Regions from separate parts of the Mus musculus genome. Here region 2 is linked to region 1. Evidence: chromatin contacts called from public ChIA-PET data. All regions are on one chromosome and are shown on one strand. Each heading gives the region's core, a stretch centred on a gene start, on an enhancer-like site or on the middle of the called end of the contact. The rest is flanking DNA. Distances are from core to core; before and after follow the strand shown. Region 1 overlaps Slc6a20b (solute carrier family 6 (neurotransmitter transporter), member 20B). Region 2 has its middle 12 kb from the start of Ccr9.

Region 1 (4,575 bases), core at 855-3,354:
TCCTCAGTTGGCCTGCATCCAACAGCCTCTTTCTATTTCCTGTTCTACACTTTTTATCATGGCATGCTTTCTGATCAGGGACTCAGCCTCCAGGCTTAGATACTTTGATCATTGGGGATTTTCAAGAACCCTGTCCAACACTGGGATGTTTTTAGTCTTCCAAGTGATGAAGTATGCATCGGAGCCAAAAATGTCACATAGAGCTTTCAAACTGGTGGCCAATGAAATGAAGATTACAGGACCTCCTTCATTAGGGGTCTGGCTAAAGTCTGGGAGAAAGTGCAATAATTGATATGTCTAGCACTTTCCTTGGTCTTCCGGGGACCACATGCTGAGAACCACTAGTCTAGGATCTTGTTCTTTTAGTCATCCTGTGAGGAGGGGAAGAGAGAGCCCTTCACAACCTCTTCTCTACTGCTCCACTCTACTTGCTCTTCCAAACACAAAGTGCCTGTTCTGAGGCCATCTCAAGGAGGAGTAGAGAATACTTGGACTCATCATCACTAATGGACAGAGTGGGTGGGTGGGCAGAGTGGCAATGTCATCCTTGCCCTGTGGACTGAGGAAACTGGCATCCCCCTCCACCATGCACCCTGGCTCCATCTTCTCCAGGAATTACCCTCAGGTCCACATCAGGAGCCTTCCTATGAAGGCCAACACTGGGGAGATGCCCCATGATCCCTTCCTTCTTGGTCATTCTCCCCTTAGGCAGCATCAGCCCTTTTCTCTTTTCCACAACACCTCCCCCAGGAAAGGAAGGGATCAGACAGGTTCAGGGTCACACTCAAAGATCACTGGTAACCAGAATAGCATCTTCCTAAGTGCAGAGGGTATGGATCCGGAGCCCCTCCCTCCAGGCTCTCCCCCTGTGGTCCAAACAGATTTGAAAGTGACCTTCGGGCCATGACTGGCCGCACCCTCAGCTGGTACTGGAAGGTCATGTGGGCGTTTGTGAGTCCACTGCTCATCGTCGGCCTCTTTATCTTCTACCTGAGTGACTACATCCTCACGGGAACGCTGCAGTACCAAGCCTGGGATGCTACTCAGGTATGTGATGTCCCTGCAGGGCTGAGGAACAGAGCAGAGCCAACAGTGTCACTCCAGAACACAGCCCTTCAGTGTCTGACACAGGAACCATTGCTGTGCTGTGTGTGTGTGTGTGGGGGGGGGGGGAATTACAGGTGACAGATAGCATGGGAGCTTCATCAACATGTTACAGATGCTCAATCTACTACAGCAGAACTGGGCTCTGAGTTTTCAACCACAATGTGTGAAGACCATAAAAGTCACCTCCACAGCATCCCAGTGGAACTTCCCCTAGACAATGAGGACATCCCTGTATGAGTAATGGTTCTTCCTTTGTAAGAGCTTCACCTAAGAGCTTTACATGTGGAAATAGTGCTCTCTATGGGTAAAAGAGAAAAGGTGGGAGTGTTTTTTGTGCATGCTTGCTGTAAAATTAATGTAGGGGGGGTGTAAGGGGTGTGTGTATGGCTGACCTACAGGTCCATTCCTTCCCATGTTACTTTTATTATTGCACTGACCAAAATCCTGACATCATAAATGCAGAGAAAAAATCTTGAGTCATAGTTTAGAAAGGTCAATCCACGATATCTTGGCCTTATTGGTTGGGCAGAGTGTCATGCCAACAAGAGCGTGAAGCAGCCTTTTTCTTCACTTCCTGATAGAAAACAGGGGAAGCCTCCAGACACCAGATAACCCAAGAATCAGTCCCCAGTAACATGCTTCCCCAGATAGAGCTTACTTCCTATCATTTCCAGAACCTTCCAAAGTGGAAGCTAGCAGCTGGAGAAAAAGCACCTGAGTCTGGAGGGAAGCGTTTCATATTCAAACCTAAACACCGACTCCCACCATTTCTCTTCCTTGTCTGGAACAGAGGCTGGAGTTGCCTCAGCTAGTGAAGGCTTCTCCTGTCTTTTTTTGCAGGGCCACGTGGTGACTAAGGATTATCCTACATACGCACTAGCTGTCATTGGGCTTCTGGTAGCCTCCTCCACCATGTGCATCCCTCTGGTAGCCCTGGGGACTTTTGTCACACGCCACTTCAAGATCAGAGAACAGTTTTCTGCAGCCTGAGAACTGGAGGTCCCACAGACTTCCTGTCAGTCACTGTTTCACAGCCACTCCCTATATATCCAGCAGTGGGAGGTCTACAGCTGCTTTTTAAAGCCACAAGTATTTTCTGCTTCCTGAATCTGCAAGGAAAATTAAATTCTCTGTATTAAATTGTAGGCTGACAGAAACCTAACTCTGACCATAAATGCTGAGGCTTTTACCCTTTTGTTTTTGTTTTCAAGACAGGGTTTCTCTGTGTAGCCCTGGCTGTCCTGGAACTCACTCTGTAGATCAGACTGACGTTGAACTCAGATCTACGTGCATCCCAAGTGCTGGGAATAAAGGTGTGCACCACCACTTCCCAACAGCTTTTATTCCTCCTCTTCCATGACGTATACTTTTGTTGTTAAAATTTATACCATTTGTATTATATAGCTCATAATAGATATAATTTTTGATCATTTTGATCTTTAGCTCTCATTCTTTACACACCACTACTACAGTCATGATATGCTAGACCACAAATTTACCTCTAACATTGCTTTTTTTGGTTGAGGTAGAGTCTTGGTATATATGGACCTCAGGTTGGTCTGGACCTATGCATTCCAGGTTAGGCTAGAATCTGTGATCTTCTAGCCATAGCCTCCCCATACTAGCACAACAGGTCATGTGCCACCAGGCCAGGTATATACGTTTTAGAACATTAATTATCCTTTTGTTTTTGTTTAAACCATTCCTTTGCAGAGGGGGTGGGTAAATGGGGAGGGAGCAGCCGATGCCAGCCTGGGTTCAAACACTCTCTTACTTCACCCATCCAGTATTTCTTGAAGCATATTGTATTCTTGACTGACAGGTTTCTTTCTTTTAGTAGTCTGAATGTACAGATAAATCCATTTTTTACAATCTAATGGATATTCCTTTATATGTGACTAGACTCTTGCTAATAGAGAAGGGGAAAATGAGCTGTAGACCAAACAATACAAAATAGAGATGTGGGGGAAAAACCTGGAGTGCTATATGCAACACAAAACTGTTAGGATTTTTTTTAACTAAATCTGATTTTACTATTAAGAACAACTGTGTGGGATGACGTAGTAATGCCCTGGTATACTACACATTTATTACGTAACTTCTTATAACTATGTTGTGAACCTCAAATACAATACATTTTATTAAAAATTAAGTGTGGAAGCCGGGTGTGGTGGTGCACGCCTTTAATCCCAGCACTCGGGAGGCAGAGGCAGGTGGATTTCTGAGTTCGAGACCAGCCTGGTCTACAAAGTGAGGTCCAGGACAGCCAGGGTTATACAGAGAAACCCTGTCTTGAAAAACAAAAAAAAAAAAAAAAAAAAAAAAAATTAAGTGTGAAGACCTTCCTCCCAGTGCCAGCCCTGAAGATCATGTGTAGCCTTTTTTCCATCAATGGATACCGGCTTTAAAGGTTGAAGATAGTGATTGATTCTCTAAGTCTTAAGACTGGGACTTTGCAATCTGGTTCTTGCTGACAAGATACCCACATGTTACAGAATGGTAGCTGTTAGATCAGTTTAAGTTTTTAGGTCTATGAGGTGATGTGAAGATGCCAGGAGCAAATTCAACCTTACAGTTACCTGTCATACCGGGATCTAGCTGGGACTCTTTGAGCACGCACACACATATTGATGTGTGTGCACAGTTCAACTCTAAATTGAGAATCAGAGTTTTGATTTTCAACTCACACTGCCCTAGACTTGTCCAAAATGAGTACTACAGGAAAATTGTGTCATTTCTGAGCAAAGGCTTCTTTCTGTCAGGAAAACTGAGAGTGTCCCAAGAGAAGTTAGCGTCACTGTTGTGAGAGCCAAAGTATAGCTAGGGAGCAGAAAAGCAGCCAACTCTGCAGGGTACACAGGAAGGAGGAGAAATCTTATAAATTAAAAACAAAAAACAGTCATTGAGATTTAAAGGTCACTTGACATCACATACCAGGCTGACCTCTCAGTCTATTACCCAAAATTGATCATGGATAGAATGAGACCTGAAGTGACAACTGTCAAAACTTGTCCTTGGAAGCGAGCACAGAAGAAAATACATACTATTTTCCCATTCATTGGTTACAATCTGTAGCAATTACTCACCCATACTTCCTTATCACCCTGCAACCTGTATCTCTTTGAAACAAATTATAATTTGAAAGTACAGATAATTTTATGGATATTAAACATCACTAAATGTTATATATTACTAAATGTTGCCTTAGCCTTATCTATAAAAAAACAAAGCTATAAAAAGTGTCTAAGGTGATTACTGGAAAACAGTTTAGAAGTTATTTACCTTGTTTACTTGTAGTGACTAGTATTTCTATAATGATCAAACACTGCTTTAAGATTAAAAAAAAAACACGATAAAAACAGAGAAACAGTACCAACAGCGGTTAGAAAAGAATATGGCATTTTATTTTTGCATATGGATGTACAGTAAATGAGTTAAAGAAGATCACTGCAGGGCTGTCAAACACTG
Region 2 (4,020 bases), core at 1,331-3,830, 160 kb before region 1:
CGACATGTAGCAGAATTATCACTAAAATAATGGCTCCCCTGTCATGGTTATCCTTTCTCCTTGGCCCTCAGCACTATGCTACAATTCTCTCAAACCCCCAGCCCTCATCTTCTCCCTGAGAGATGTGATGTTGAGATAAGCTGAGCTGTGGTTGAGTGTGGTTCACCCTGGCCCTGGGCCCCCCGCTGCCACCTGGCTGCTTTTTTGCTCTGTACCAGAGCATGATGAGCCCCTCAGATAACTTCAGGCAGGGGCCAAGAGCTTACGTCATTTCCTTAAACAGGCAACAGACAAACACTAGCCTAAATTCCAAACTCCATATTCCTATAGGAGAGCCCCCCTCAGAATAGAATAAAGCTTTTTGCAGGACATGAAGGTGGAGTTCAGAGGTAGGAACCTGCCCCAATGGTAATCAAGCATGTGGTAGACTTACTGGCTTTTCTTTCATCTTTGCCTTTGCAGTCTTGGGGGCTTCATTCCACTTGCTAAAGATGTGTGGGTGTTAAAGTCACGCTATGGAAACAAAACATGCACAAACACGCGCCACAGATTTTCTTTTCTCCTTCTACATGAACAATGTTTTTGTGACTTTCTAGTTCTGTAGGTTTCTGCCTGCTTTTCACAATTTCTATTAAAAAAGAAACTCAGTTCCCACCAAGAAAAAAAATAGAAGAATATCCAAATTTTAAAATGTGCAAAAGTATGAACAGTTTCTGAGCAGGAAAAGAAAAATATCTGAAGGTTAATAATTGGGCTGGGCAGATGGCTTAGTGAGTAACCCTCTTTATATGTAAGTGTGAGGACCTGAGATAAAATCCCCAGCACCATGTGAATGGCAGAGGTGTGTTGTCTCTTCTATAATCTCAGGACTCAGGAATCGGAGACAGGAGATCCCAAGGGTAATCCGGTAAGCTGGTTAGCTGAATCAATAAGTTCTGGGTTCAAATAAGGGATCCTGCCTCAATATATAAGGTGAAGAGTAGCCAAAACATTCATGTCAATTTCAAGCTTCCACATCCACACTCACACATGTGGGTGCACACCTGCACCCACATATGTGAACATGCAGACACTCATCACACACACAATACAAGTAGTAATCATGAAAGTAGACATGCATGTTCAACAAGGTTAATATTTCATCTTTGTAATACGCACTTGTTTTGAGCTTAGTAGCAAATATTGGGGGTGAGGAATCAAGTACTCTCACCTATTCCTGAGAATGTGAAAATTGGTCCTGCCACATTGGGAAGGACTATGACAACATCTGTTAAGATGTAAAGTTGTTAACCATTGGCTCACAGAATTTTACTAGCTTCACATGGATGACAGAAACCTTGCACATGTTACTGATGATGGAATATCACCAGGAGAGGGTTACATACAGCATAGTGCATTCATCCTGTGGAAATGCCATGCAGCAGTAAACAAGATGATGAAGGTCAACTTATACAAATATTGGAAGATCCCTATGGCTCTGAATAATCAAAACAACTTGCATACCATATGCTTAATGGGCTAGCATTGTTAATTGCAAAGTCAACCTGTCTGGGAATATATGTGTTGGAGTTTCTTTTCCTACTGCTGTACCCTGACAAGAGCCACTTTAAAAAGAAAGTATTTTTTTTCTGGCTCACAGTTCAAGGTGAAGTCCATCATGGTAAAAAATGGTGGCAGGAACTTGAAACATCTGGTCACATCAAATTCATTATGCATAGAAGACAGCAATGAATGAATGCATGGTATGCTAATGATCAGGACAATTTCCACATCTATACAATCCAGGATTCCCTGCTCAGGAAATGGTGCTACCCACTACTCAGATTGGTCTTCCTACATCAGTTAACATCTCCAACACAGATGATTCAGAGGACCATCTCCCAGGTGATTCTAGAGCTTGCCAAGTTCACACTAATACAAACTACCATAATATGTTTGTTTATAATGGTACACGAAAGGCTTTGAAAAGGCTTCAAGCCAAATGTCTACAATGCTTACCTCCAGGAAAAGTCACGGTGGTGGTGAAAGGCAGTTAAGCAAGAGTTTGGCTTTGCAGTCGCCGATATTTTACTATGAAAGAGTTCTGAGAAACAAACTGCAAAACTGTGTGTGCAGTATGGGATGTTCAACACAATAAGCATTTAAAGAGTCTAATAAGTTCTCTATCTGCTGGGCAACAACACAAAATCTTGAATTTGTTTTAAATATTAAGTAGACTTTGTTCTTAGGAAGTTGTTATAAAAACCATCTTGTTTGTTAATCTGTCTTTATTTATCAGATTATTAAGAACAAAGATCAGTTCTTTGCACCCAACCCTCCCCCACCCACCCCACCCCACCCCCCCACACACACACATGACTCAGAGACTGTAACTCATCCTCGTGATGTGATTTCCACCTGCTACCTTTCAGGATGTCTAAACCACATTCAAGCCTGGATGATCTGCTGATAGCTTAGTTTCCAAACTTCCGTGCCAGCCGACTGTCAACTCATAATTTTAGAGCCGATGAAACCCAGAGACACCTGACTTGATGGTGGGGCCTGGACTGTGGGTTACACCTGACAACAGGCACTTGGCTTCCTGACCCCAAACCACACAGTTTCCGCCTGGCCTTGTGAGTATCCTAGTCACATGCCATCTTGTCACTGCTGCCAGGCTGAGCTTCAGAACAGGTGCTAGTGATCAGTGGGGCTGGTCCACTGAAGCCATCTCAAGAGATATGTTTGTTACAGCATCCTAAATCATGCACCTCACTGCTGCTTAATGCAAAGATAGGGAGATTTGGAGGAAAGCACAAAGCTATGTCTGGGAGTGTGGGAGAATTGTTGGCATAGCCAGACTCTCAACGAGCTTGGAAGAAACAAATGACAACCCTGGAGGAAATGGCTTTAGCCACTGGTTATTTGATAACATAAATGCCACCCCAAGCTCTCCCAGACCTCAGAGTGATCTCTTTTCTCTGGCCTAACCTTTTTTTTCTCAATAAGATGGAGACTTTGTGACTCCCAAGTGATAGAATTTACATTCTCAGCCGGGCGTGGTGGTGCACGCCTTCTATCCCAGCCCTCGGGAGGCAGAGGCAGGCGGATTTCTGAGCCCAAGGCCAGCCTGGTCTACAAAGTAACTTCCAGGACAGCCAAGGCTACACAGAGAAACCCTGTCCCAAAAAACAAAACAAAACAACAACAACAAAAAGAACTTACATTCTCTTCCAAACTATCCCCAGACTTTACCCACATTGCTTTCAGGCACCATCCCCAAAAAGAATGTTTATCAAAGATATTGGCAATTGCAGACTCAACACCAGTTGCATTTGTACTAAATGTCAAGAGGGGCTGCATCCTACCCTAGGCAGGGGAGAAAAGAACTTGGCAGCCCAGCATAGCATACAACCAATTATTCACTGAGACATTGACTGAACACAAAAGTAGAAAAACAGTGACCAAAGAGGCATGTCAGACTTAGCATGGCAGACATAGATTCTTCCATATCTTATTCTCAAAAGTGGTCAAGAAATCCCAACAAGACAGATACATGACAGTGTGTATGTCACATAATTGAGAGAAAGCTTCCCAGGACAAATCGGCTGTGAAAGTAGGTGAAGGCCTGTGTACCCTCACACCACACCACAGACCTAAACATGATAAAAGCAATCTACAGCAAACCAGGAGCCAACATCAAAGTAAATGGAGAGAAGCTGGAAGCAATCCCACTAAAATCAGGCACTAGACAAGGCTGCCCACTTTCTCCCTACCTTTTCAACATAGTACTTGAAGTATTAGCCAGAGCAATTCGACAACAAAAGGAGATCAAGGGGATACAAATTGGAAAGGAGGAAGTCAAAATATCACTTTTTGCAGATGATATGATAGTATATATAAGTGACCCTAAAAATTCCACCAGAGAACTCCTAAACCTGATAAACAGCTTCGGTGAAGTAGCTGGATATAAAATTAACTCAAACAAGTCAATGGCCTTTCTGTACACAAAGGATAAACAGGCTGAGAAAGAAATTAGGG

The links. ChIA-PET counts read pairs in DNA pulled down with a chosen protein or histone mark.
Region 2: a contact with region 1 is called in an RNA polymerase II ChIA-PET map of memory CD8 T cells, with 41 read pairs. The contact joins two enhancer-like sites. A contact is called at or near these places in 1 of 39 promoter capture datasets (macrophages), 3 of 115 datasets of contacts at active chromatin or transcription factors (CD8 T cells, bone marrow-derived macrophages and memory CD8 T cells) and 1 of 9 other capture datasets (adipose tissue).

Annotation. Positions count from the first base shown.
Region 1 is chr9:123,592,515-123,597,089 of GRCm38.p6, reverse strand. It overlaps Slc6a20b (solute carrier family 6 (neurotransmitter transporter), member 20B), which reads left to right. Exons shown (of 11, transcript NM_011731.4): 10 at 882-1,047; 11 at 1,948-3,267. The coding sequence ends at 2,097. It overlaps Sacm1l (SAC1 suppressor of actin mutations 1-like (yeast)), which reads right to left. Exons shown (of 20, transcript NM_030692.5): 20 at 4,490-4,575. Among named protein-coding and RNA genes, the nearest start is that of Slc6a20b, 38 kb to the left of the region's middle. Within about 2 kb of position 2,104, at least 13 of the 459 cell types and tissues checked have an H3K27ac peak or open chromatin away from gene starts, as enhancers often do. A contact at or near this core is called in memory CD8 T cells, where this site is marked.
Region 2 is chr9:123,753,106-123,757,125 of GRCm38.p6, reverse strand. No RefSeq gene overlaps it. Among named protein-coding and RNA genes, the nearest start is that of Ccr9, 12 kb to the left of the region's middle. Within about 2 kb of position 2,580, at least 59 of the 459 cell types and tissues checked have an H3K27ac peak or open chromatin away from gene starts, as enhancers often do. A contact at or near this core is called in memory CD8 T cells, where this site is marked.